Linked DNA regions of Ovis aries: regions 2 and 3 are each linked to region 1. Evidence: chromatin contacts called from public Hi-C data. All regions are on one chromosome and are shown on one strand. Each heading gives the region's core, a stretch centred on a gene start, on an enhancer-like site or on the middle of the called end of the contact. The rest is flanking DNA. Distances are from core to core; before and after follow the strand shown. Region 1 holds the start of TNRC6B (trinucleotide repeat containing adaptor 6B). Region 2 holds the start of RPS19BP1 (ribosomal protein S19 binding protein 1). Region 3 holds the start of ADSL (adenylosuccinate lyase).

Evidence for each region. Hi-C and Micro-C count contacts between places; a contact is called where the count stands out from the background.
Region 2: a Hi-C map of hypothalamus shows a contact between it and region 1, with 4 times the contacts expected there. The contact joins the promoter of RPS19BP1 here to the promoter of TNRC6B in region 1. A contact is called at or near these places in 9 of 16 Hi-C or Micro-C datasets (blood, hypothalamus, liver and 4 more).
Region 3: a Hi-C map of hypothalamus shows a contact between it and region 1, with 4 times the contacts expected there. The contact joins the promoter of ADSL here to the promoter of TNRC6B in region 1. A contact is called at or near these places in 8 of 16 Hi-C or Micro-C datasets (blood, hypothalamus, liver and 3 more).

What each region holds. Positions count from the first base shown.
Region 1 is chr3:217,222,846-217,226,065 of ARS-UI_Ramb_v3.0, reverse strand. TNRC6B (trinucleotide repeat containing adaptor 6B) reads right to left here and starts at 1,610. Exons shown (of 25, transcript XM_060413567.1): 1 at 1,368-1,610.
Region 2 is chr3:216,775,145-216,778,364 of ARS-UI_Ramb_v3.0, reverse strand. It overlaps RPS19BP1 (ribosomal protein S19 binding protein 1), which reads left to right and starts at 1,670. Exons shown (of 4, transcript XM_004007001.5): 1 at 1,670-1,750; 2 at 1,904-2,032. The coding sequence starts at 1,699.
Region 3 is chr3:217,490,717-217,493,936 of ARS-UI_Ramb_v3.0, reverse strand. ADSL (adenylosuccinate lyase) reads right to left here and starts at 1,455. Exons shown (of 12, transcript XM_060413572.1): 1 at 1,390-1,455. LOC106991094 (a long non-coding RNA gene) reads left to right here and starts at 1,505. Exons shown (of 2, transcript XR_003588544.3): 1 at 1,505-1,894; 2 at 3,013-3,220.

The DNA.
Region 1 (3,220 bases), core at 361-2,860:
CTACTACATTCACGACTCTTCTACTACCTATCTAGTGAGACAACGCACACGGTAGAGGTGTCAACGTGCTGAAAGTTCTGCTTTTTAAGAGCCATTTACGTAACACTACCAAAAGCTAAACATAGTGCCAAAGCCACCCGAATCATTAGGAAACTATCATCCCATTGAAATTCCCCACAACTAGGAAGAAAACAGCCGCTATTGTTAAACTTGCACAAAATGCTAAAATGTAAGATTTCTATATATCTTATTTCTGTGTGCTTAACTACTGGGGGAGGGGAACAGTAATTAACAACGTTTTATTCACTGACTATGGAGAAACATCTCTGGCTAATTTTGTTCTATATTTTGCCTATACTGTAAGCAAATCGCCAACTTGAATTCACCTTATGCCTGGCTTCAACCTTTAGCACCGAGGCTAAAAAGTAATAGTGCAGCCGGCAGATACGTGAAAAAGCAGGGAGCCTGAAAAGACCTAGACTAACTCCTGGTGTTCAAAGAACCGAGGATGGGCTGGGCCTTAAGGTCACTGACAAGAGGCTACCATTATTGGGTGTCTTCAGCCACTACATAGTCCATTTCAGCCCACTGTGGAAACCCACTAGTTTGAAACCAAGGGCGCAGGACCAGGGAATGGCAGAAAACACTTTTGGCTGGTCGTCCGATGATAGTCTCCTCGCCCTCCGTTCCCTGGGGAAGAGTTAATCGACTCTTAGGAGGCCACACAGGCAGGGCTCCGGGGTGAGGGGTGGAGTTGGGACCCCCGGCCAGGGTTGGGCAGGGGAGCGCATTCACTCTGTCACGCAGGTCCTGCACACAGGTGGGGACAGGGAGGCTCCGAGGCCTGACGCGCAAGGGGCCCCGACGCGCCTCCGTGGGCCTCGGCTCTCCGCCGCGATGGGGACCCCTCCCGGCCTCGAGGTGCCCCGGCGACGGGAAGCGAACTCGACTTGACCGGCCCACCCGGAAGCCCTCCCCCAGCTCACACCTGCCGGCGCGTGACGCCCGCCGCCGCCGCGTGCGCCCGCCCGCCCCGACCCGGCCATTCCGGGCGCCCCTGCCCCGAGCGCGGACCTCGCCAGCGTCCCTCCCCGCCCGGGGGTCAAACCCACCAGACGCCCGCCCCGCGGAGCGCGCGCCCAACGCCGCCGCCCCCGCCGGCCCCGCGCGCGCTCACGCCCCTCCCGGCCCTCTCCCCGCCGCGCGCGCTCACTCGCGAGGACACGCACACGCTGCACCTCAGCTTGACAGGCCGGCCCCGCGCCGCGCGCTCCCGCGGACGTCCTCGCCCACCCGGCCGCCCGGCTCTGACTGGGCGGTGAGCAGGGGGAGGGGAAGGGCGGCGGTGGCCGTCGGTCCTCACTCACCGCCGAGCCGTGCCGGCTCCGAGTGCGCGGCGTTCCGCTGTGAGGCGATGCGCTGCGATGCGCGCGGTCCCCGCTCCTTCGCAGGCTATGGAGGCGACGTAGTAGGGGGACTGAGAGGCTCGGGGGAGGGGGTCAATCCCTCCCGCTTCACCTCCGAGAAACACGGGGACCCCAGAAACTAAAAACAAAATAAACAAACTTTCCCCTCCGCCTCCCTCCCCCAAAACCACAACACAAACACTCGGGGCCCCGCCCAGAGCCCCACTCCATTGGCCGCAGGGAGGATGCTGCCGGCCCTCACTGGCTGGCTTTTGTGCCCGTCAAGCTGCCGTTCCGCCCCTCCAATGCCTCGCCGCAGCCGTCGCCCCTCATTGGTCAAATGCGTTCCGTTTGACGAGCTAGGATTGGCTGAGCTGCCTGCGCCAATCATTCGGGGACACACCCCCTCAGCATCCCAGAGGCCGCTTCCTCGGTCGCGGACGCGGAGAAGCGAAGGGGAAACTAGAGCATGATGGCGGCCGAGCTCAGTTGGCGCAACCATCGTCTTTTTCCTTTTATTAGTTCATTAGTGCCTCGCCCTCGCGCTGTTCCCCCTAAGCTCCTCTCTTCATCCAGTACTGCCTAATAACGGAATCTATACGTCCCGGCTCCTTGATTTATCCCCTCAGAAGTGCTGAGTGTGGGCTGGTTGTGAGTCATTGGACTGTCAGCATGTCACTCGTTAGTCAAATCTTCAAACTATTGGTGGAACGGCAAGAAAGCCCGTCCAACAACAAGGGCTAATGCCATTGGTTTGTCTCCACCAAGTTCTTTCCTGGTACCTTATTGGGCAGATAGGCGCGTCGGTCAGCTTCGCACTGTTAATTGTTTGCTAGGCCGTTTGGATGACTGTTCATTTGGCCTGTAGTTGGAAATAACGATTACCCGCTTGCGTACCGCTTGCGTGCCCACTTTGTGCCAACTGTGCAGAGTTCTTTACAAGGACTATCGATTAAAGCTGTGAGTTATAGGTTCTCTAAATTTTACAGACGAGACACTAAAGCTCCAGAGTGGTTAGGATATTTGCCCAAGGTCACCTAGATAGAAAATAGTTCGTAGACCAACATTTGGTCCCAGATCTGACTCCAAAGCCTAAGCTCTTTTCACTGTACTTTAGTGTCTCCCTTAGTCTAGAATCGTTCCTGTCAGCCAACCCTGCATCTTCAAAAGGTTTCATTCAGAGCCTAAGGTCCTCAGTTTCTGGAGGTGACACTGTTGGGGACTAAAGCTATGGATAGGTTATCATTGCCTCCACTGTATCTTCTCCAGCACGCATTCCTCCCACCCTAAACGAAACAGTCTTGGTGTTTCCTGACCGGAAGCCCATTTACCTTTATGGTCATTTTCTCCACTTTGTAAATAAATGAATACTTCTACCAGCCTTCTGTTTCAAGCCTACCTTCCCAACTCCCACCCATCCATCTCCAGCTCACTCTTTTCTGAGAGAATCTTGAAGAGCCAGAAACAAGGAGAGCATCCAAAGAGGGAAAGAGAATAAATCGGTTTAGGAATAATTTACTGTATGCAAATAGAACAGCCCTTTCTGGAAAGCTTCCAGAGTAGCCCCTGATGCTGTGCAAGAGGTGTGTTTCTGGCTCCTGGCCATTGAATTCTTTCCTGTGGCAGCTTTCAGCAAAGTGAATCCAACATTCCAGCCAGGGGAGGGCAGAATGCTTAGGACTCAGTGCCAGAGAACCAGCCCCAGGCTCTGGTACTGAAATGATCTTCAGGAGCACAGTGCTGGACTCGGGCCCACATTCCATCTCGGGTAATTAACATTTTACCATCCCAAATCCCCATCCCCGTAGCTTCAG
Region 2 (3,220 bases), core at 421-2,920, 450 kb after region 1:
AACATCACTGGAAGGCTGGGATCACCTCCCCCCGCCCCACCGCCCCACCGCCCCACCGCCCCACCGCCCCACCAAGCCCTCAGGACAAATCTGTGGCCCTGATGCCAAGGAAACCACCCAGCCCTCTGCTCCTTCAGGGCTACACCTGTCCCAAGGGACAGGCCCCCACTACAGGGTCCTCCTGCCCCGGACACTCCCCTCCCACATTGCCAGCTCTTCTCCAGAGACCTCCTGACCCACACCGCATCCTGGGTGGTTGGCACAGGCCAGCAATGCATAAATGCTCCAGCCCGATGGTCTTTCTTTATTCCCAGCTCTGACACCATCGATGTGACCTGGATAGGTTCCTTGGCCCCTCTGAGCCATTTGTAAAATGAGGGAAACAGTGGTTTCTACTTCAGAGCGAGGGGGGTGGTGTAAGTGAGCCAACAAATGTAAAACACTGAAAACAGCACCTCGAGGTAGTTTGTTATTATTAATGTTTGTTTAGGCATTTCTCTCCCTTCTGGACAAGCTGGTGGAGGTTAGTCAGGTTCATTTACACAGGAGCAACTGAGTCACCTCCATGTCCTACACTCTACAGGGTCTAGTATACAAAAGGCCCTCAGAACATGTTTGTACTCCGAATTCATTCACCACTCATTTATTGAGTGCCTTCTGCATGCCAGGTACTGGGCTAGGAGTGCAGCAGCAGTGAACAAGACAGGGCTCCTCCCTGCAGCAAGAAGAGCACTAATTTCTAAGCCAGGATTTCTCAAACTATCGATATTTTATATAAGAAACTCTCTGCAACCCCATGGGCTGCAGCCTGCCAGGCTCCTCTATCCATGGGATCTTCCAAGACAAGAATACTGGAGTGGAATGCTATTTCCCCCTCCAAGGGATTTTCCTGACTCTGGGATCGAACCCGTGGCTCCTGTGTCTTCTGCACTGGCAGGCAGATTCTTTACCACTGAGCTACCCAAGAGGTGGCCCAAGGTCCTCTTCCTTCTTAAAAAACGTCAGAATCCCAAAGAGCTTCTGCATATGTAACTATCTAATGAGAGTTACCACGTTAGAAAATAAAACAAATACATTTTAAAATATTTATTAATTTAAAATAACAGTAACAAACTCACATATTAACGTAACTGACGTATTTTAATGAAAATGGTTGTATTTTTCAAAACCAAACAAAATAGTTTTTTTAAAAACCCACTGATACTGTTTTGCATTTTTGCAAATATCTTTAATATCTGGCTTAAGGCAAGACAGCTGGATTCTCACGCCGAAGTAAACGTTGCTCTGGTTGAAGTATATGAAAAAATATTTCCAAAAATATATTTCCCTTTTTCGTAAAAACTGAGAATACTAAGTCCCCTCCCCGGCCTTGCCCACTACGTAGCGGCCAGACCGCAGAGGCTTTACCTACGAGGCTGAGTTACTGGCGGGCGGTTTCCGGGGGAAGGTGCCGCCTGTCTCGCAAACGGTTGATTGGGTTGCGATTGGACAACCAATGCTTCTTTGGCGCTTTGGCCCCGCCTCCAGATCCCGCCCCCTTTCCGCCGATTAGTAAACCTTACGCATGCGTTCTAAGGAAGGTGGGCACTTCCGTCCGCTCACTGTGGAACTTTTGCTTCTGGCTCAGGTTTCCGCCGAAACCACCTCGGGGGCCGAGGCGGAAGTAGTTGAGCTGTGTGGGCAGAACTAAGGGCAGCTATGTCGGCTGCTTTGCTGCGGCGCGGCTTGGAGCTACTGGGGGCTCCTGAGGGTAAGGAGGCTCTGTCCGAGGACGTTCGGCCAGGCGGGAAGGTGGCAGGGGCTGGGGGCAGGAGCCCCGAGGGCGCCAAACGATCCAAACCAGTCTTAGCCTCGGTGGGATGGGAACCCTGAGCGCCCTCCGACCCGAGCCCGTTCTTTACAGCCCCCGGCGCCGCTCCAGGACACACCAAACCGAGCCAAGCTCCGATGAAGCGGACCCGGAAGGCGAAGGCGACCCAGGCCCAGAAACTGCGGAACTCCGCCAAGGGAAAGGTGCCCAAGTCGGCGCTGGGTGAGCTTGGGAAGGCGCTGAACGCGCTGCTCCCGGGGGCCGCGGTGCCCTGGAGGAACTGGCGCTGGAGTCAGGGCTTCACATGTTACCCAGGCGTTTCTAGACTACCTGCCGTGCGACGGCCGCGGAGCGGGGTCCTGGGAACACGGAGATGAACGAGTCACATCGTCCCGACCCTCAAGGTCTACAGTCCTAGTGGGGAGAGAACACTGAGGAGTTTCAAAATCAGCGTTTTCAAACTTTTTGGGTTTGGGTTGGGTCAGGTTGGGTCTCTGTGATGAGATTTGTGCTGTAAAACTAGGGTAGTATGAAAGGGACTTAGAATAAAGACTTCTCTGAGGAAGCGACATTTAAGCACAGACCTGATGGAAGTATAAGAATGAGCTGGGGGAAGTATACTGTTGGCATATGTGGAATCAGAAGTTTACTATTAATCTTTGAAATGTCGAAAGAAAGAAGCCTGGTTGAGGTGACATACGGTAAAGGAGGGTGAGACACTGAGCGTTTAATACAAGTTAACACTCTGGGTGCTGTTCTCAGCCTCTGACAAATGTTTGCTCATTTGTTCCTCACAACCCTGTGAGGTCGGCGCTGTCATTACCCCCATTGCTCAGATGCAGAAACAGACCCCTGCCCAGATGGTACAGGTGGAAACCAGGCAGTGTGTCTCCAGAGCCCTGCTCCCACCTGTCCCTTCAAGCAGAAGGTGCTGTGGCCTGAGCACCGGTGACAGTGCGGAGATAACAAGAGAGTCCTGCAGATGGAAGCTGTGTTGATGGTGTCAGTGGTGGATTGGCTGTGAGGATGGAGGGAGCATCTTGAGGGATTTGGTGACGCTTAATGAGATGTACAGACTTGAACAGTGTGGGCAGGATGGCAGGGTGTTTTGATGTTTTGACCTGTGGCAGGACTTGAGCTCCTAATGTGTCTTCAAATCCCCACTGTTAGTTGCTCCGTTGTGTCTGACTCTTTTGTAACCCCGTGGACGGTAGCCCGCCAGGCTCCTGTGTCCATGAGATTTTCCAGTCAAGACAGTGGGGTGGGCTGCCATTTCCTCCTCTACGGGATCTTCCCAACCCAGGGATCGAACCCAGGTCTCCCACATTACAAGCAGATTCTTTACTGTCTTGAGCCACAAGAGAAGCCTCAATTCCCCAGGGCCTGGTGCAGTATAAAGGTGTTCAGGTA
Region 3 (3,220 bases), core at 206-2,705, 270 kb before region 1:
TAAGGTCTTCAAACTGCTGAGCACACATAGCAGGCACTGTAGAAATGTCTGCTAGCATTTAAAAAAATTTTTTTATTGGAGTATAGTTGCTTTAAAAGAATGTGTTAGTTTCAGGTGAAAAGCAAAATCAATCAGTTATCATATATCCATCCACTTTTTTAGATTCTTTTCCTATATAAGCCATTACAGAGTACTGTGTCTGCTAGTGTCATGTACTACTTTATTTCTTGAGCAAGGTGATAGGAAGGGTGTAAAATTTAGGAAGAAAGTTTCCTGTTCGGGGACCCTATACCTTGGTCCTAGGTAGGTACTCAGATTGTTTCTGAGGTTACTAAATGTCATTTCGGAGAGGACTGCCATCTTGCTTGTGTGGCATTTTCCTCGGAAACTTTATAGCTCTCTGGATCACTCTCATGCTTCCTTCAGCGCTTCTGTGAAGATCCTTCTGGGGCTATTTCTGAAACCGCTCGGCAGAATACCTCTACATGAAGCTCTCAGAACCCATAACTCGCATCTAATAACCCCCTACCCTGATTCTCTCTCCCCAGAGACAAAAAAAGGCAGTCTAGTGAAGAAGAAAAAATGGCCCAGGAAATGTGTATTTTGCAGTGACAGGTCTCTGACTACACAGAGGCATGTGGAGGGCGAGGTGGCTGGGCGTTCAGTTAGGCTTTGCATGGTCATGGGTTCACACCGGGTTCCTTTATTTATAGGAGTGCTAACTCGCTTCAGTCATTTCCGACTCTTGGCGACTCCTGGACTGTATAGCCCGCTAGGCTCCTCTCTCCATCGGATTCTCTAGGCAAGAATACTGGAGTGGGTTGTCATAATGGTTAGAAGCAAATATCTCACTGGCACATCATCGAGGCTTGGTCTTCTCTCCTATAACGTGGGAAACCGCGCCCTAGTCTGCAAAGTCTTTCTGAGTTAACCGGGTAAAGATGTGTGCAGAAGCGAGCACAACCGCACAGAAGGAGCACTCGGCGGTGCACTCCTACAGGAACCGCCAAGACTTACTCCCGGAAACGGTAACTGCACTTCTCGCCGCCCACCGTCCATCTCCAACCCTCCACCATTAAAACGTGTGAGGTAACAGGTGGCGACTGCTGGGCCTCCTGCCCTGGCCTTCCTGGGGCCGTTCCTCCGGAAAGGGAACACCTGGCCGAAAATAGCGGGGCAGCTGCCTGGGGAGGCTCAGCCCGCGCACTAAGTCCCAGCCTGGCACGTGCAGGGCGGGGCCCGCCTCCAGATGCGTTACCTGCTCGGCCTCCGCCAGCCATAGCCAGAGCTGCCGCCAGGTCCGGAATTTGTACTTGTCGCTAAACAGGAAGCACATCTCCGGGCTGGCATAACGGGAAGCAAGCGGCGAGCGATAGCTATCGTACTCACAGGCCGCCTCCCGCCCGCCACAGTCGCCCCCTGCGGCCATCCCGGACTCTGGACCCCGCCGGAGCTGACTGGGTCAGCGAGGGCGGAAGCGGAAGTCTGTGGGCGGGACTTCTTCCACTTGGTTCCACCCCTGGGGTTTCCGGGAGACCAGAGCCTTCAGGGCTGCAGATTTTAGGCTCTTCGCTGCTGAGGGTTAAAGCGTTTCTCTTGGTTTTACGAGAAACGTGGTCAGTGCTTCACAAGTTACCTCCGCAGCTCTGCGTTCAGTTTTCTCATCCGAAAAAAGGTACATTAAGACCCGCCTTTAGGATTGCTCTGAGGACATCAAATTGATGTCCAAGACATTTGGAAAGCACTGTTTTTTTGCTATTATTTTTGTCTCCTCCCCTCCCCTCCTGCCGCCTGCCGGGCCCCCAGCACGGTTCTGAGACAAGTACAAGACAGGGGAAATCGGCATTGAGTTCTCCGCCCTGGGACACGTCTTTCCCACTACATCTTACTCAAGGTCAGAAAATGTCACCGATGAACCCACTCTTCCCTCTGGTTGGCCACTAATAATAAACCCACTAATGTTTATGGTGGTCTCACCGGTGGCTCAGACGGTAAAGAATCTGCTTGCGATGCAGGAGACCGGGTTCGATCCCTTGGTGGGGAAGATCCCCTGAAAAAGGGAATGGCTACCCCAGTCCAGTATTCTTGCCTGGAGAATTGCATGGACAGAGGGAGCCTGGTGGGCTACAGTCCATGGTGTCGCAAAGAGTCCGAGGGTACTGAGGGACTAACACTTCACTTTCACTAGGTATCAGGCACTGACCTGAGTGCTTTACACAAGTAATCTCATTAAATCCATGTGAGGGCCCTGAATTGTTCAGGTATTGTTAAATAATACAATACACTACTCTCCAGTGCGGCGTAAGTGCTCAGTAAATGCCTGCCATTATTCTGATCCCCATTTTTCAGGTGACAAAGTGAAGGCATGAGGAGATTGACCGTCTTGAGATAGCTCATGTGGCTCCAGGCTCTCAGTTCTTACCAGATTCAAATGTTTTCTTCCCTTTGTGCTACAGTAGCAGCTACTATATTGCTTTGAAATTACCTTTTTTTGAGTGTCTCACTATAAGGGGATGTCCATTTTGAAGTTTCAGCTTGTTGGTTGAGGTGGCCCTTTTCCCAGTAACTGTAAGACTTAAGGGATATTGAAAGTTCTGATTAAATCTCAAGATTTGTAAGATCTCATCTTTGACAATAACTTCTTGTCACCTTTCCATTTCTGCTTTTTTTTTTTCATGATTCACTAAAAAATGGATGGACCACCCTTGTAGTGTTCTCCCGTCCCACCTCAGATTTCATATAGGCCTCTCTCATAACTCTCACCAGAGTTCAGTGCTGTTGGCCTTTTCCATTGATGGCAAACTTGGTGTGGGCGGGGATCATGCCTGCCTTGGTCCCCGGTGTCCCTGGCAGGTGGATCCAGCACAGGACCTTACATAGCATAGGTGCTCAGTGAGTGTTTGCTGGGTGAATGAATGCTGTCCAGAGGCGCCTAGCCCACATAGGGAAAACAAGGCCCACAGTTACCAAGATCCAAGTTAGATCCTGACATCGCCCTTCCTCTTCCCCCAGTCTCTCCCGTTCCTTCAGTGTCTTCATGCAGTAGATCCTCCATGTCTCCACCTGGGCTTCGGAATTGTCAGAGTGGGCCGCAACACCCATCCTGGAATGCCTTGGCCATGGAGAAGCCCATCACTCACCTGGGCTTATCACCCACATCTTCTTCACCTACCTCCCCACTGGAGCTGCGGAGGATTGGTTTCTGGGGGTGAGGACAGTT